Regions from separate parts of the Sus scrofa genome. Here region 1 is linked to region 2. A link is a contact called in public HiChIP or PLAC-seq data. All regions are on one chromosome and are shown on one strand. Each heading gives the region's core, a stretch centred on a gene start, on an enhancer-like site or on the middle of the called end of the contact. The rest is flanking DNA. Distances are from core to core; before and after follow the strand shown.

Evidence for each region. HiChIP or PLAC-seq counts read pairs in DNA pulled down with a chosen protein or histone mark.
Region 1: a contact with region 2 is called in an H3K27ac HiChIP or PLAC-seq map of alveolar macrophages. The contact joins the promoter of FOXJ3 here to the promoter of PPIH in region 2. A contact is called at or near these places in 1 of 47 Hi-C or Micro-C datasets (embryonic fibroblasts) and 2 of 2 datasets of contacts at active chromatin or transcription factors (alveolar macrophages and skeletal muscle).

The regions. Positions count from the first base shown.
Region 1 is chr6:168,991,942-168,996,892 of Sscrofa11.1, forward strand. It overlaps FOXJ3 (forkhead box protein J3), which reads left to right and starts at 2,491. Exons shown (of 13, transcript XM_021096929.1): 1 at 2,491-2,697.
Region 2 is chr6:168,758,605-168,763,542 of Sscrofa11.1, forward strand. PPIH (peptidyl-prolyl cis-trans isomerase H) reads right to left here and starts at 1,746. Exons shown (of 10, transcript XM_003128098.4): 1 at 1,595-1,746; 2 at 1,208-1,272; 3 at 601-624; 4 at 286-330; 5 at 11-53. The coding sequence starts at 1,660.

The DNA of each region.
Region 1 (4,951 bases), core at 1,241-3,740, 230 kb after region 2:
CTTACCATCTCCTCTCCATACAGAGCCGGAATGATCTTTGGAAAGCATGAATCAATTACTCACTGGTCTGTTCGAAGCTCTGTAGTGGTTCCACTTTGGCCAAGATTCTCACAACGGCCAACAAGACCCAACTCTCCGATCTCATCTCGCCTTTCCTCTCGCACTTGCTCACCCTGCTCGAGTGGGCCTGCCCTTCTGGTCCTAACACGTCCAGGAATACTTTCACTTCAGGGTCTTTCCACTAGCTGTTCCTTCTGCCTGGAACATTGCTTCCCACACAACACCTGGTTCACGCCTTCACCTCTTTCAAGTTTCTCGTTAAAGTCACCTTATGAATTGGGCTCTCCCTGCTGGCTCTATTTAAAATCCCATTCTGTAAAACTGGAATTGGAATAAGCTATTATGAATCTACCCTCCTTTCTCTTTCACTAAATCGCCTGTGCTACCCCTGTGACTTTGCTTTGCATGTCTACATATTTCTTTTATTAAGTCCTCCCTCTTTTCTTGTAAATGTCTTCCCTGCTTCCTCTTCTTTGCCCCCGTGCAGGCCTAAGGCCATTTGCCTAGATTCATGCATGAGTTTACTTGACAAAAGAGATGAGGTGTAACGAAACAGAAAAACAGGACATCTCAGCCGAGGTAGAGCTGGAAAGGGAGCTGGACTGGGAAAACACTGGGTTTGAGTCCTGGCTCAAGCTTTGACCTCTTCTCAACCTCAATTTCAGCAGCTATATAGATGAACACAGGCGAAGTTCCTGCCGTAGCACAGTGTGATCAAAGGCATCTCTGGAGCACCAGGACACAGGTCCGCGCCCCAGCCTGGTGCAGTGGGTTGGGGGATCTGGCATTGCTGCATCTTCAGCTCAGATCTGATCCCTGGCCTGGGAACTTCATGTGCCTAGGGACGGCCCCCCCAAAAAAAAAAATTCAAAAAAAATTTTTCAAAAAGGAACATAGGAGTCCTGTTTTAGGAACCTGACATGTGACAGCACCGGGCATGTGGTCTCCACTAGTTGGGGCATCCATCAGGTCAGAACCTTGGCTTATTCTCCACTGAAGCCCCAGCATTTAACATGTACTTCAAAGGAAGTAAACAAACATTTTATTGATAAAGAAATGGTTGATGTTAAAAAAAAAAAAAAGGTCCTGCCCCCTCTGCTCCCTCCTCCAGTTTTCCTCATACCTCTTACCTTGGTCTTTTTTTTCCCGGAAGGCACTAAACGCTTCCCATCATACCAGATTAGTTTCCTGTGACATTTATCATCTTTCTTTCCATACTTAGATGGCAGCTCCAATAAGAAGGATATTCCCTCCCACCAATGCCCCGCTTCTATTCACCGATCCAACCCAAACACTAAAATAGTGTCTGACAACCTCAGTAGTGATTGGCAAACCTTTGTTGGATGAATGAGTGAATGAATCTCTTAATTTCAGAGTCTTGCTGGAGTCCTACGTACCATGAGAACATAGGAGTGCTCTGAACCCCCGGTGCCTACAAATGCTTGGCAAATGGCAGGTGTTCAATGTTTGCTGAAGCAATTGGGTACTCGGCTCTTTCCCAGAGGTCTTTATCTGATCCCTATGGGACTACGTCAGAGGACCTTCCCGGAGTCAATTCAGTCGGGCCTCCCTTTTCCATCTCATTCAATCAACCTAGTATTCATCTAACAGATTATCTGAGTTTCCAAGTATTGAGCACCTACTGTGAGTTCAAAAGCATGCTTGGTGCTCTGAATGTAACTAAATGTGAAATTACAGGGCAGATTTGCAGTGCTGATACTTTAGAGAAAGAATTAGTAAAGATGGACGTAGAAATAAATTCCAAAGTTCACAAGCCGCCCAACTACCCTGCTAAAGACGCCACCTTTTGATAGCAAGGACCATAACCTGGGCAGCTGCCTGAGAATCAGAAAGGCCTTTGGAGTTCCAACTGCCTTGTTTTAAGGAGAAGGAAACCAAGCCTAGGCACGGGAGAGGCCTCGGCAGAGATGGGTCTAGAACCGGGACTTGGGACGTTCTAGAAGGAGAGGTGGCCTGAAGGTCTAAGATGCCTCTGTGGGGGCGCGCAGAGTCCGCTGGGCGCCGAGCTGGACTAGGGGGCCGGGCTCTCGGCGAGGCGAAGGGGCCTGTCGCTACGGCGCGGTAGAGGGGCTTTGCGGGGAGGTCAAGGCGCCGTCCTTCCGGGCCCGGGGCCCCAGGACTCCGTGGACAGGGTCCGAGGCGGAGGTCCCTGCCGTCCTCCACTTCGGAGCTGCCCCCGCCGCCCTCACTCCCGGGTCGCCACGCTGGGGCGCACAGCTCAAGCCACCCGGAGCTGCCGGCCGCCGGATGACACGGGCTGCGCGGAGGCGGGGCCCCAACCGCGCTGGGCACTACTTGTCCCAGCGGAGGGATCCCGCGCGCGCCGCCGTAGCCTTGACCGTGAAGGGCCGTGACGCCGTCGACGCCGCGCCGGTGGCGCAGCGACGTCGCGGGAGGCGGGGGCGGCGGCGGGGGCGGGAGGGGGAGCGGGTCGGGAAGTAGTTCCGGGTGCGCGGCCCCGGATGTTGGCTGCTCCCGCTGCCGCCGCCGCCGCTCTCGGCGCTGCTCCGGGCCTCGGCCGCTCGCTCCAGGGGCCGCTGGGACCTTCCCCGGGCGTGGGAGACGCACGCAGCGGCCGGGGGCTCGGCCGGGCCGTCCCGGCCTGCGCAGCCTGAGGTGAGCGCCGGTCGTCGGGGCGGCCGGGCCGGGGCGGCGGGTGAGGAGGCGGGGCCGGGGCATCTCCCGGGACGGAGGCAGGGGCTGCCCTCCGCGGGACGCCCTCCGGCTTCTCCGAGCAGCGGCCGCGCCGCGGGGCGGGCGGCGGGCGGGGCGGGGGGCCCGGGCCCGGGCCGAGGCCTGGCGGGCGGCGAGGGCTGGGTGCCTCCCTCCCCCGCGGCGCTTCTCAGCTGCTGCTGCCCCTCAGCCGAGCGGCGGCCGCGCCGCGCCTCCCGCCCCTCCCCCAGGCGGGGCCCGGGGGCGCCAGACGGGGCTCCCGGGGCGTCGCGCCCGCGGGCAGTGGCCGGCTTCTCTCCGTGACCTGCCCGTGGCCTGAGCTGGTCGCTGCCCCCGGCGCGATGCAGCTTCTTTCCTTCAGGCTTCGGGGTGGCTCTCGGGCGGCGAGGCGGCCAGCACCTTGCGTGTCTGGGGTGCCCTTCGGGGTGAGGAGGCCCGTGCGGGGGGCCTGCGTTCCCACCCATCCTGTCGCCGTGTCCTTTGCCGGCACTGGGGCAGAGGCAGCCGTTCCGTGCGGACGTGTTGCTGTCCTGTGTGTGTTGCATCCTGCCCACGTGGTAGGGTGTCTCCCCCTCCCCCCTCCATTTTTGCAGCTGGCGAGGAGGGAGGTGAAAGTGGGGTGGTTTTTCCTCTGCGAGTTCCTTGGCGCGGCGTGGAAGGTGCTAGGGTCAGGGTGCTTTGCTGCGGCGGACTCTTGGTCGGCTGGAACCAGCAAGACTTGTCCTCTGAAACGGGGGCTGGTAGGGTCTTGGTTTCATGGACGTCTTTTCTCCTCTCGCTGCTCCTGGTCTTTTTCCTGCAGACCGAATAGCAAGCTCTAGCTGCTGATGCACTGAGGTGTATAGTTTTCACTTCTCTATTCTACTGTGTGTGTGAGGTTGGCGAAGGTTTTTCTTTTCTGTGTGGCGCAGTCCACGTCTCTGTTGTTCCTAGTTGGATTCCTCTGTGCGCTGAGTTGGGCTGGCTGGGGGGCGGGGGTAGAGGTTGGTGGGCATCTTTAGTGTCTTCTCTTGACATTTACTTTATTTTCTCCTGTTGAGTTTGCCGGCGAAACAAACTGCGTGTCATAGATGTGTTACATGCATAGCGTTTTACTTGCACGGCAGCGCTAAATAGTTTCCCAGAGTCACTTATTTCGTGGGAGCTCGTTTATTGCACGTTCTCACTCTTTCTGTTGAGTAGGATCGCACTTTTTGGTCTTTGGAACGTGCTTTGAGTAGTTTACTTCCTAAATGTCTTTTCCAGGTGAGGGTGTCCATCTTCCTGTGTTTTGCTCTTTGGTGACCATAGATTGCTCCCTTCACAGGGAACCGGCCACAGGAGCAGTGAGAGAAGCCTGTTATTCTTCCTAGACCTTAGCAAATATTTATAGAAAAGCAGTAACTCCTCCCCGTTTTTCTGTCTGGGTGGCAGCTGGAGATGATTGAGGTTTTTTGTCTTTTAGATTTCTGTTTTCTTTTTGTTTTCTTGGAGTTAAGGTGAATCTCGGTCTTGGTTTGGTGCTGCTGAAGATACTGGGGATGTTCTCATGCTTTTATTAGGTATTTTTTGGGTGGGGTTGGGATGTATTTATTTTGGCTCTTTTTGGTTTGTTCGTTTGGGTGAAATGAAAATCTTAATATTTTGAAGTTTAGATTTCAAAGTGGCCAGCATTTCACTTTTTCTTTGTTTTTCATATGCGCATTCTCTTAGGGTATATTCATATATTTTTTCTTTTATCTGGTACAGTTGTTAGTATATTCTCCCTCAGTGTAAAATAGAAATATTTAAACACAGATTTTATCTGCCCTCACTATGCTAAGTATGGGTGGGGCAGTGGAAAGTGGAGAATGTTGTTCCCATACATCCTGAGACATATTTATTAAGTCAGTCTTCATTGTGCACTTCTGCAAAATACTGTGCTTTGTGTAAAGTAGTCTGCACGAAGAGACCCAAGGGATAAAACATGTGGTCTCTTCAAAAGTTTCAGCTTCTTTTGGGGAAACAACGCACAACGTGCATCATTCATAGTTCCAAGAAGCATCGAGCTCGGGGTTGGGATAACGGTGCAGCTAAAGCCTAAGGTATAAATAAGATTTGGAGAAATTGAACTTTTCAGAGGAGAAGGGATGTTTTCCAGGAGAGTGGGGGGGGGGGTACTTGCAAAGACATAGAGGTGGCCATGTACCGAAGACACCATGCGGCGTGACTGGCAGAG
Region 2 (4,938 bases), core at 496-2,995:
CAGTACTTACATTAACAAAATCTCCACCCTGAATCATGAAATCCTTTATGACCCTGAAACAGAACGAAAGATCCAGAGAGAAGATTCGGATACTTCCAATAATGATTTCAAAATACAGTGTTTATCACTTTTTAAAGGAAGTCTTCAACTCACCTGTTGAGTTCATAAAAACATCCCTTTTCAAGATCTAAGAATTACCCCATGGTTTTGTTTTCCTCTAAAGAGACCAATCGCCCAAGGAAGTAATTCTAAAAGCCCCCCAGGATGTCTTGCCAAAGCCCTTACCTGTGGAAGGTACTCCCCTTGTATCCTATTGGAACCCCATCTTTTCTACAAACAAAATACAGAGACTTGGAATGATGACAGGTACACCATAAACCTTACAAGTTTATCACATACTCGAGCCAAAGACTCTCCTAAAGATGGTGAGAAGAGAGATAAAGAGGGCAAATGAACTGAGAAGAGACCCATGGGGGATTATCTGCTATTACTGTTACCAGCAATCATGCAAGGCCTGCTGGTTGTTCACAAATACCCTCGCTGCAGCCCCAGGATACCTCTCAGGAGCGAGCAAAGAAGTCAACCACGTCTGAGACTAACCTGAATTCTCCAGTGCAGAACTGCCTGTAAGGGAAAAGAGTGGACGAGGTCACCGTGGCATCACAGACGTGAGCGCCCCTAATCTAGGGAGGGGCGGCTCAGACAGTGGCGCCAGCAAACCCACCCACCGATTAGTCAGAAGTCCAGACACACAGATTAACAACATAAATGGGAGTTCCCGTCATGGCACAGTGGTTAACGAATCCGACTAGGAACCATGAGGTTGCGGGTTCGATCCCTGCCCTTGCTCAGTGGGTTAAGGATCCGGCGTTGCCGTGAGCTGTGGTGTAGGTTGCAGACGCGGCTCGGATCCCGCGTTGCTGTGGCTCTGGCGTAGGCTGGTGGCTGCAGCTCCGATTGGACCCCTAGCCTGGGAACCTCCATATGCTGCAGAAGCGGCCCAAGAAATAGCAAAAAGACAAAAACAAACAAACAAACAAACCCAACATAAATGGACATGGGAACAGTCCAGACTACTCAGAGCGATGCCCAGAGGAATCACATCTCAAGAACAGCGAGTGGACGGACAGAGGCAGACAGACGATGCCGCAGACTGGGGCTCAGCTTCTGGTTTAATTAACCCGGCAAAGCTGGAACATCTCTTTACCTAAAATTCTCGGCTGTTTTAGGCACCACGTCTGCAAAGAGCTCGATCTTCATGCGGCCAACTTCCTGCAACCGGCGGGAGACGGTCAGAAAGCCCAGTCCAAGCCCGTGGAACCCTCCCTCCCCAAGGCCGCTGGGTCTCGTCCACCTCCGCCTCCGCGGGCCACCCCTCCGTTCCGCTCAGTCCCTCCGCAAGCCGGGCGCTCGGAGGGTAAGACGCCTCCTCCTCCTCCCTTCTCCCCCCACCCCCGCCCCACTGGCCGGCAGGTTCTGGTCCGATTTAACTTTCCGGCTTCCTGGGCCCACTGGCCCGAGGGCGTGAGAGCTGACGGCCAGACGCAGGGCACCTTCCCTTCGGCGCTGGCCTGGGTGGCTGCCGGGACCTCACCTGGCCGCCGATGCTGACATCGAAGAACACCACGGGGTTGACAGGGCTTGAATTTGCCACCGCCATGGCGCCGACCCGGAAGCAGAAGTCGGGAACGCGAGGTTCCGGCGAAGCTGGCCCCTGGGGGGCGGGGTTCGTCTGCGGCGCAGGCGCGGGGAGAGCGGCCGAGGCCGGCCCGGCCCCGGAAGCCACGCCCCTCCCCGGAAGCCCCGCCTCCGGCGCCAACCCCCGCTCTGCGTCGGGGGCGCGGGCTGCCTGTGGTCGGCCCTCGCTGCGCCCGCTGGCTCCTAGCTCCTTGGCTTTGCTTGGATGCTGAGCCGCGAGGGGTACCGCGGCGTTTTTCGCTCAAGGTGAACGGGCCTCCCTTTCCCTTGGCTACACTAAGTGCAGTCTCGCGCAGGCCAGCGGGCTGGGGCTTGGCAGCCTCGAGGGTCCTTCTCAGCCTTCGCAGCCAAGAGCTCTCTGAACCCTGGTACGTGCGGTTTCTTACCCCTGCCCACGGGTCTGGAGCCCATGGAAGCAGAAGCTGCTCCTCCCCAGCACTTAGAGCAGCCTGGCCTGTCAGGCTCCTTCAGTCAGTACTGAGCACTTCCTTGAAGCGGGGACCCTGGAGTTTAAATTCCAGTTCTGCCACAAGCTTCTGCTTTGCTCACCTCCAAATCACTTACTGCAGAGCAGCTAGAGGTTTTAAAATACATCTGCTTGCAAATCACTCCTGGCTTCCCTGTATTTAGAATACAAGCCAATTCCTTAAGTACAGGACCTACGTTACTTTTTCTGGCTGTCGCCTCCCTGGAACCCTTGCCTTTCTGTTCCTGGAGGTGTCAGAGAGCTGCATTACCTTTAGGGTCTTGGTACGAGCTGTTTACTGTCTTTAATATTCTTCTTGGAGTTTGAATGTGGCTCGGTGGAAAGGAACCCCGCTAGTAACCATGAGGTTGCAGGTTCAGACAACCCTGTAGATCACAGACACAGCTCAGATCTGGCGTGGCTGTGGCTGTGGTGTAGGCCAGCAGCTGAAGCTCCAATTGGACTCCTGGCCTGGGAACTTCCATATGCCATAGTGTAGCCCCTAAAAGAAAAAAAATTCTCCATCCTGTTGGGGGTGGGGAGTGGCCGTGTAGATCGGGTCTCAGCTCAGCTATCACCCAGAAGGGAACATTGCACCCAATCCAGCGGAGCCCTCCGTCGCACTTTCAGATACATTACCTGGTTATTTCTTTATGCTGTTCATCATCCATTTCCCACCCCACCTGCTGCCTTCACACTTGTTTAACTCCGTGAAAATGAAACCAAATCCCCATCCAAAACTTTATTCCCTTTCTTGTCCACCCGTTTCCCTCAATATTGAGGAGCATAGGGAGTTCCCGTCATGGCTCAGCGGAAACGAATCTGACTAGCCATCCATGTGGACGCAGGTTCGATCCCTGGCCCTGCTCAGTGGGTTAAGGATCTGGCGTTGTCGTGGGCTGTGGTGTAGGCCAGCAGCGACAGCTCCTATTAGACGCCTAGCCTGGGAACCTCCATATGTCACAGATGTGGCCCTAAAAAGACTAAAAAAAAAAAAAGGCTGAAGAGTATAAAATGAAAGTGGGGGGAGGGGAGGGAGACTGAAAGTGAGCAGGACCTTCCAGGGTATAAGAGCCTTTCCGTGGGCCTCACTTCTTGTTTGCAGAAAAAGGCTTCGGCCTCCCAGGGGTTCCCTCAGTTCAGAAGAGCACATTCAGTTACTAACCGGGGAAGTGAGGGAATGCAGACACAAAAGCACTGAAAACACGTCATTCAGGGAGAAGCGGAGTTCCTCCTCGAGGGATGTGCAGGGCAATCTGACACAGACCTTGGAGTTCGGTAGGACCCACGCCACCCATCCAGCTGGAGGAGCGTAACTACCTCTGAGACCCCAGACTGGCCAGAACTAGAAGGCTGATGAATGCGACTCCTGGACCGCCAACCCTGTTACCCACCAACAACCAATCAGAAGAAAGTCACACCCTGCAGCCATCACCCAAATGTTGCTTTGAAAAACTCTTCCCTGAAAGCCAGTGGGGAGTTCAGGTCTTTTGAGCACAAGTTCTCCATTCACCTGGCTTGGCCCAATAAGCCTTTCTCTGCTCCAAACTCAATGTTTTCGTTTGTTTGTCCTCACTGTGCTGTGGCACAGGGGCTTGGGCTGGACAACAAACACCGAGCCTCTCCATGTTTGTCTTCTCAGATGTAGCCAGGGTGTCCACTGTTGAACAGCAAACACATGGTAGGGATTCAATACATAGATTCAATAAATGGAGTGAATCGAGTAAGGCTTGAATTCAATATAACAGCTATTACTTCCTACATGTCTCTCTCTCTTTTTTTTTTTTTTTTTTTTTTTTTGGTCTTTTTGTCTTTCTAGGGTCGCTCCAGTGGCATATGGAGGTTCCCAGGCTAGGGGTCTAATTGGAGGAGCTGTACCTGCCTGCTACACCACAGCCACAGCAACGCCACATCCAAGCCACGTCTGTGACCTACAGCACAGCTCACAGCAAGGCCGGATCCTTAACCCACTGAGCAAGGCCAGGGATCGAACCTGCAACCTCATGGTTCCTAGTCGGATTCGTTAACCACTGCGCCACGACGGGAACTCCCTATTTCTTCCATCCTTTGACCGTCCTTTCCAGTTCAGTGGTCTGAGGAAGCAAGGGTTACACATAAAAATTCAGTGTGTCTCAACTTAGTTCTTTTCAAATAATTTCTCGTTAGTTCCCCTCTCTCCTTGCTCTCCCTCTCTCCCTCCATTGAAGGTGAAGAAGAAAGAGGAGAATAAGGAGGAAAGGGGAGGAAGGGAAGGAGCAGCAGAACGCACCCTTCAGCAGAGTTCTACAGCAACTATTTTAGAATAAATTTTAAAAATTGATAATATCCAATGTTGATGAGGTTGTGGAAAAACTAGTACACTCAAACTGCTGGATAATACTAGCACACTCATTACTAGGTAACAATGATATCTAGTATCCTAGCTTTTACTCAGTGCTAAAGACACGCTCCGTTCCATTTGGTCCCCACGACTCTACGGGACAGGAATTACTGTTGCCCCCATTTCATGGCTCAAGAAACAGAGGCTCGAAGAGTTCAACTACAGAAAGAGTATGTCGACAACAATCTTTTTTAAAAAGCAATTTCACAAGGGATTACCAAAACTATCTTTTAACCAAATTATGCCAATCCTGTAAATGTATTTTTTGGAATAACTCAAGAAAATAGCTACATTTACTATGGCTTTCATCACAGCATATATATATATATACACACACATATATATATATATATATACATACATATATATACATATACATATATACACATACATA